Linked DNA regions of Bos taurus: region 2 is linked to region 1. The links are chromatin contacts, called in public Hi-C maps. All regions are on one chromosome and are shown on one strand. The core of a region is the stretch at or near the end of the contact, and the rest is flanking DNA. Distances in the headings are between cores, read along the strand shown. Region 1 has its middle 32 kb from the start of NDFIP2. Region 2 holds the start of NDFIP2 (Nedd4 family interacting protein 2).

Region 1 (3,911 bases), core at 1,334-3,833:
TGTTTGATACATTGTCCACCTTATCTCTCAAATATCAGTATTTTTCAAGTACTCAAACATGTAAGATAATGTTTCTTTTTTAAAATTTTTATTTATTTATTTATGGGTGTGCTGGGTCTTTGCTGCTGCACATGAGTTTTTTCCAGTTGCTGCAAGCAGGGGCTAGTCTCCAGTTGCAGTGGGCTTCTCACTGCAGTGGTTTCTCTTGCTGCAGAGTGTGGGTTCTAGGGTCCCCAGGTTCAGTAGTTATGGCTCAAGGGCTTGGTTGCTTCAAGACACGTGGGATCTTTCTGGGCTGGGGATCAAACCAATGTTCCCTGCATTGCAAGGCAGATTCTTAACCACTGGGCCACGACAAAAGCCCTCAGATAATATTTTATTTCTATTTCTTTCCCAGGAGGCTCCCCCATCCTCTTGTTCTAATCTTGATTTATTTTTGGGTATGAGAGGGTTGGATGGCATCACCTACTCGATGGACATGAGTTTGAGTGAACTCCGGGAGCTGGTGATGGACAGGAAGGCCTGGCGTGCTGCAGTCCATGGGGTCGCAAAGAGTCAGACACGGGTGGTGACTGAACTAAACTGAACTGATGTTACACAGCTGTCATACAGGGTGACCTTTTGCTATTGGCCAGTTCCTTTGTCTCCTACTTGTGTTGGCTCCCTTCTTTCCTGTAGCCCCTGAAGTTTGTTGTCCTGGATACTCCCTCATGTTGAAGTACCTTCTCCAGTAGTTTCCTACAAGTTCATGTTTGAATTCTCAGGTATCTGCAAATGTCTTTATCTACCCTCACTGTGCTCATGCTCAGTCGCTTAGTTGTGTCTGATTCTTTGTGATGCCATGGACTGTAGCCCACCAGACTCCTCTGTCCATGGGATTCGCCATGCAAGAATACTGGAGTGGGTTGCCATGCCCTCTTCCAGGGTATCATCCCAACCCAGGATCATACCTGTGTCTCCTGGGTCTCTTGCATCTCCTGCATTACAGGCGGATTCTTTACCACTGAGCCACTGGGGAACCCATCTACCCTTATACTTGATTATCAATTTGTCTGGGTGGAAATCACTGTCTCACAAATGTTTGAAGAATGGCTTCCTTGTCCTTAGGATGCTGGATAGCTGCTAACAAGTCTGATGCCATAAGGTTCTAATTCTCTTGCATGTAAAGACACTTAAAAAAAAAAAAAAGACACTTTCATGATTCCTTCATGACTGGTGTTCTGAAATTTTATGACCATGTGCCTTGGTTTGGATCTTTCTTCATTTATGTTGCTGATATTCAACAGGATACTTTCAATCTGAAGACTCATGGCCTAAATTCTGGGAAACTTGCTTGTTCTCTTTTTCTTGAACTCCTCTTTCTTCAGATATTCTCCTAGATTGATCCTTATGATCTATTACATTTTTTTTAATGAAGGTTTTTTTTCTTTGATATTTTGTCATTTTTTTTTTCTGGTAGATTTTCTTAAATTCATTGTTCATCTCTTCTATCAAAGATTTTATCTACCATATAGTTAAATTTCTAATAGCTCTTCTTCGCCACTTTTCATTTCATCCTGTTTTTGTTTTTTAGAGATGCTATATTTAGGGGGAGGTTAGGTATGCACTAGCCTGTTTATATTTGGGCATCAGGTCAGGAAGGGATGGTTGGTAGCCTTCACTGGAGAAATATGAAGAAGAAAGGTACTAACACACTTGCTAAGGTCACCAGGAATGAGGTAGTATCAGAATTCCTGCTTCTCAAAGTGGGTTCAGGACTGTCCTTATTTAGCTAATGGAGCAACATTTTCAAAATTCAGATACAACTGAAGAGTGTGGTTTAGGTTACAGCAGATATTAGACAATCTAAGGGACCAAGAATGATTTCTAACCAGACAACTTTCTTATTTTGAGTGTATTAAGCTCTCACCCATACTAAAAGATCCATTTAAACTTTATTTTTGTCTTCTAATTTTCTGGCTACAGGTTCAGAAATAACTTGGGCTGCTTTAGAGATGATAGATACTTGCCCAGCTTTTTCTCTTTTGATACTATTCACAGTAATACTTGATATCCACAAACTTTATCACACAGAATTACTTCCCTCAGTTTCTTTGTTTATGACTCTTTCTCTTTACTGAGCTAAACTTACACTTTGCAGTTCTTTTCATTTTATTTTTTTGCTTGTTTGTTTTTTAAATCTTTTCTGAAAGACTGATCAAGTAGCCAAAATCTATGCACCTTCTCCAGCTGTCGAATGAGCCTCAGATTCGTCTCTCTCTCTCTTTTGTTTACCCCCAAAAGAATCCAACTGTATTAACTTCCCTTCATGAAGTTCTACAACAGTTTGGGTGAGGACAAATATCACAGCTTCACCCCTCCCTTCAGCTGGTTGGCCCACATTTCTTTAGAGGTGGAATTGCATGGGATATGAAAACAGGGGCAACTGGAACGTTGTTGAAGAAGGGAGAAGCAGTCCACCCCTTTCTTTTGAAGGCAGTAGAAGCTGGCATGTACTGATTTACAGACCCAAATTTTAGACCTGTCTCAGCAGTGGCTGCGCCATTTCCTCTCTCTCAGAGTCACTGCCCTGAGTCACTGCCTAGCTGTTGCTAGGTGCTTGTTTTCTAAGTAGTAACACACTCCACCCCCACTTCTCCACACACAGAGTTCTGGGGAATTGCCCCAATTTGCAGCTCTGCTGAGGTGGTTTGTGACTCATCCTCTTTTCTCTCTAATGACCTTTTAGAGCCACAAGAATAATCCCTGTTTTTATTTTATTTTATTATTTTTTGGTCATTTCTCTTGTAGGGCTCTTATTTATTTGAACACTGGTATAATGAAGTCTAAAATCAATGACTATGTTTTGCATACCATTTATATAAAATTGGCTTTCTCTTCTGCTTCCTAGATAAAATGTTTTATTTCCATTGGGGGAAAAAGAGCAGGAGGATCTTATTTCCTGTGGGACTGTGGACTATATTTTCCCATTAAATGCTATCAGTAATTGTCCAAAATAAAATATAGAACTGCAATCTTAGGCATTCTATTAAGGATCTGTTTATTCAAAACTTTATTTACAGTATCTCTCCTAGAATGACAAAGATTACCAGTGCAAGCAAAATTCCCACATTCAATTTGTACATTATACTGCAATCTCAAGTGATTTTAAAAAAAAAAGATATCTTAACCCCAGTATCTTTGTTTTATTTTATTGTTACACTTTAAACCTGTTATCATAAGTAAATATCCTCACCTTTGAAAAAACTTACTGGCTAACATTTTCTGTTAGAGCTCTTGGCATACTTTTTAGCATTTTAACCTCCCATAAAGTGGAGAAACCCTAGTGAATGGGCCATAGAAAACATCTTTGTGTTTGTACTTAACTCCCATCACCAGCCCTGGAGCCAACAGGATTAGAGAATTTTAAGCAGCTCAGTTTTGTTGGAACATAAGGTGTGAAGGTGGGAATGGCAGAAGATGATGTAGGAGAGTGTTAAGGAGCTTACATTTTGTTATTTTAGAGTTTGTCATAGGTCTGGAGAAAAAGGCTGGACACAAGCTAATTTTAGGTAGTTTAAAATCTAATTTAGAGCAACTCTCCTAAATTTAAAAAACTATATTTTAAGCAATTCAGAGGAAAGAGTATAAGGCTCCAATATAGTTCAAGAGGGTTTAAAACTCCAGAAATATTTCTCACCATATAATTCAAATGGTCCTGGTAATCACAGTGAGTAGATGATACGCACTGTAGTGTTATTGGTTTAGTATACTCATGAGTGGGTGAAAGGGGAGATAGCAAAAGAAAAAATAAGATTCACACTGAATTTTTTTTGGTAATTTCACATTTAAATTGTAGTTGTATATATTTATTTATATATATAAAATTTTTGTGTATAAATATATATATATGTGATATTACACGCACACAT
Region 2 (3,964 bases), core at 37-2,536, 33 kb before region 1:
AAGTTTACAGAATAACATGCTACCTAGCTGCAAGGAAATAGTCAACTATAGCTGAGTCCATTTTTAAACAGGGTTTACCTAGGACTCTCCAATGAGAAGAAAAATATATACTAGAAAAACGGACACGGGAAAACACAGAGGGCCACTTTTCACTCATTTCAACTTACAAAGGATTAATATGGTTAAACTGGAAAACCTTGTACTTAAAGAAAATTAATTTTTCAAACACGATGAGCATTTTTAGGAAAACTTCCTGTTTCCCCTCCCACCAATTAAAAAAAAAATAGGAAAAAAAAGTCGTTTTTCTAATAAAAACAGAAAAGGCCAAAATGACAAGGTTAACTAGGACTAAGAAATAGATAGATCAGCCCCACGACTTTCTCTACAGTTGCGCAATTTTTAAACCCACACTTTTTTTTTTTTAAGCCAAATCCACATCCCACCCCACCTAGTGCTTACCTCTCCCTCCTTCCCACCCACTCCATCTATGACGAAGATCACCTTCCCAGCAGGTATGTTAACTCATTTCCAGTACACAATCCACTGGAAAATCTCTGAAGTAACTGGGTCAGGGCATGACGAAATGATCGAGAAAGTGAGAAATAAAAGAGATATAAGTTCTAAAAGGAGGCGGGGGGCGGGGGGGGGGGGGCGATGTCTAACAGCGGAAGGATAAGGACCTAAAAGACGACCTGGGTCTAGAAAGAAGGGTCTCAAAGGATCCACAGGCAGGCTCCAATACGAGAGATGTGAAGGAAGCACGGTCCTGCCAGAAGAGCCAAAAACAAATCATCCAACATGCCCCACCGGGGATAACCGGTGGAAAGGGGCTCTGGAATCCACGGGGGGCGGAGGGGTGGGGGGACAATCCCGGGGTTCCGGGAGGCGCAGGAGGCCGGGGCTGGGGACAGAAACTCACCACCTGGTAGCGGCCAGTCCCCGCCTGGTGGTGATCCATCCTGCCCGGCTCGGGGTCCGGCTTCCGAGTGGGTGAGTCCCCTCGGCACTCAGCCCCCTCGGCCACCCCCTTCAACGACGTCGTCGCCTCAGCGACTCTTCCGCCTCTGTTTCTGCGGCCGCGATCGCCCGGCCGGGCCGCCTCACTTCCCGTCGCTGCCGCAGAAGCCGCGGAAACCTCCGCGTCGGCCGCAGCTTGGGGGCGAAGCTCCGGGGCGCCGTGCGCGCTACTGAGCATGCTCGGGATGGTCGCGCATGCTCGCTGGGTCCTCCGGCGTCCCATCCGCGTCGCAAGGGGGGGTTTCGCTGGGTGGGATGAAATGGGATGAAATGGAAAAGTCAGGCAAGTCCAGGGGAGCGATCTAGGTTGTCAGCCTGTCGGGAGTGGGTGGTGGCTAAAGGAGCGGAGAAAAAAAATTATCACCGTCCTTGATTGGTCTTTTCAGTCCGAAGGGTTGCTTGCAGGCAGAGTCACGTTGTCGAGGATAAAAGAGACGCATTCCAGGAACACTTGAGGACAGGTCACCGTGTTTCCTCACACGTCTTGTTATCCACCCAGCCTAGAACAATGCTAGGACACTCCTAAAAGACTTATTCAAAAACCATTAGTGAGTTAAGAGATATCATTTTAGGTTGTTTTGTTTGTCCCCTTCTTGCTAATAAGAGATTTAAGAGTCCAACAAGGAGTCTTCAGCCACACTCATGTATCTCGCCGAGGAAAGGAGCCCCTAGAGCACTAGGTTACTGAAAGGATACAAGAAGATAATGAAATAATATAGGACTCTTCTAGGGTCATATTCACATCAGTAATTCCAAAGGGTTTAACAGTAAAGATTCGCTTTGTGTGCAGTAAGACGATCTCAATAACCGGTTAACCACACTTGACCTACCGTGTGTATCTCCCACCAGACACAAAGCATGTTTCTCTAGCAAGTAAAAGAATATGATGGGGCGGTGTTCTCTTTAACCCAAAGAGTTTCGATACACTGAAAACTATGATCCCACGTGATTTGGCTCAGTTGTCTTTTCTATTTTACTTCCCTCCTGAATCCCCAAAGGAGATTCCCTGCAATGAAAAAGGCTAGTGGGTGCGCCTCATCACCTAGTTAAAAACAGCAAAAATACAACAAGGAGAGACATTCATTGAGAGAGCAACTGAAAAATGTAAGCCTTCCCCGTTGTTTTATTCAAGGCATTGATCAGTTCTTGGTATTTCTGCCATCTTGACACATCTAGTGGTGGAAAGTATTAATAGGCTGATACAATAAGAGGCAACGATAATGTCATACTTAAATGTCTTTAACCTTTCTTTGTGCTTAGTTGCTCAGTCGCTGAGTCCTGTCCCACTTATTGTGATCCCAGGGACTTTTGCCCGCTGTGCTCCTGTCCATGGAATTTCCCAGGCAAGAATACTGGAGTGGGTAACTATTTCCTCCTCCAGGATATCTTCCCTACCCAGGGATTGAACCCAAGTTTCCCACATTGCAAGCGGATTCTTTACCATCTGAGCCACCGGGGAAGCCCAGGCTTTCTTCAGGTGTAACTTAATGCATTTTCGGTTTAAGATAATAAACATGACATTTCATTGTGTAGCTGTACAGGAACTCACTCTCACAATTTCACCTCAAATGATATTACCTTTCAACAATCAAGACAACCACCAGTGTCAGCAAAATGAAATTAGAGCCCTACATCGCTTATGATCTATACCATTCCTTTAGAACTTAATTTTATATGCAGCTGCACTTTCATTAATCATTTATATGTCCATTTGTCTTTCAAACAAGCTGCTGCACAGAACGGAGGCCATTTTTTACACCTAGCACACCCAGAACAGTAATGAGAACATAATGGTGAAAACCAGTGACCTGACCAAAAGTAAACATCCTAAATCTTGTTAGAGTAACAGATCTTTCAGTTTTACTCTCCTCCCAAGTTTTGTGAATGGTTTGGTAATTTAGAGAGCAGGTGACAAAATTCAACAGGAAAGTGTCTTTTCAGTGAAGAGGAGGAAGAGAAAGAGGGGAAAGAAAAGGAGAAGAGCTAATATGTGTTGACCCCTTCCCAAGCCAAGAACTGCATGAGCTGTTATTTTGTCTTCACAGCATCTCCATGATGTAGGCACGATTGTCATCCAGGTTTAACAAATCAGGAAACTAAGGCACTGGGAGGTTCAGGAACTTTCCAAAGCCAATCGCTAACAAGTGGTGACAGACTCCAGAGCCCCCACTATGTTAAGCACCATGCTGCAATACATCCTTAAAATGAACCATCCAACCAGCGAACCAACTCCTTTCTCTTTCTGTCCACTGTTGCACTTCATTGTGAAATGGGCAGAAAGAGCTCAGAATGGCTCTCCAGAGGACAATGAGAATCTCTGATCTCACACAGATCAAGGAGGTGGTATTTCAGGAAGTCAGACTGGATCTTTGATGGATCACAAGCAGAAGAGTTGTCCCATAGGAGCAACTTTTGGGCGAAGGCATGGGGGTAATGATATTCTGATCATTTTAGAGGCCTTAAGCAACATCTGATATTTTTCATCTTTAATCTTTTGGTGGTGACAAGTCTAGTTACCTAAGGTGGTGGTCTACCACCATAAACCCAAGTGGAATTTTATAAATATTTATTTATTTGCTTTATTATTTATTTGGCTGCATTAGATCTTAGGTGTGGCATGTGGGATCTTCGCTGTGTCACCTGGGATTTTTCATTGCAGTGCTTGGTGTCAGTATCTGCAACGTACAGGCCCAGCTGCTCCGATTCATGTAGGATCCTACTTCCCTGACCAGGGATCAAGCCCAAGTCCCCAACATTGCAAAGTGGACTCTCAACCGATGAACCACCAGGGAAGTCCCTCATGTGGAATTTTAGAATTAGAGTACACCTCACTAAGACCTCTTCACCACCAAAGACAGTGCCAGCAAAAATTTAATTAGTAGTACTGGGGCAGATGTGGAGATAAGATGTCTGGATTCCCTGTCATGAAAGTGCCCTCTGCCTAGAG

The links. Hi-C and Micro-C count contacts between places; a contact is called where the count stands out from the background.
Region 2: a Hi-C map of an unstated tissue shows a contact between it and region 1, with 1.8 times the contacts expected there. The contact joins the promoter of NDFIP2 here to the enhancer-like site in region 1. A contact is called at or near these places in 2 of 11 Hi-C or Micro-C datasets (8-cell embryo and an unstated tissue).

What each region holds. Positions count from the first base shown.
Region 1 is chr12:54,544,468-54,548,378 of ARS-UCD2.0, reverse strand. No RefSeq gene overlaps it. Among named protein-coding and RNA genes, the nearest start is that of NDFIP2, 32 kb to the left of the region's middle. Within about 2 kb of position 2,583, at least 34 of the 102 cell types and tissues checked have an H3K27ac peak or open chromatin away from gene starts, as enhancers often do.
Region 2 is chr12:54,575,959-54,579,922 of ARS-UCD2.0, reverse strand. NDFIP2 (Nedd4 family interacting protein 2) reads right to left here and starts at 1,286. Exons shown (of 8, transcript NM_001205720.1): 1 at 920-1,286. The coding sequence starts at 1,240.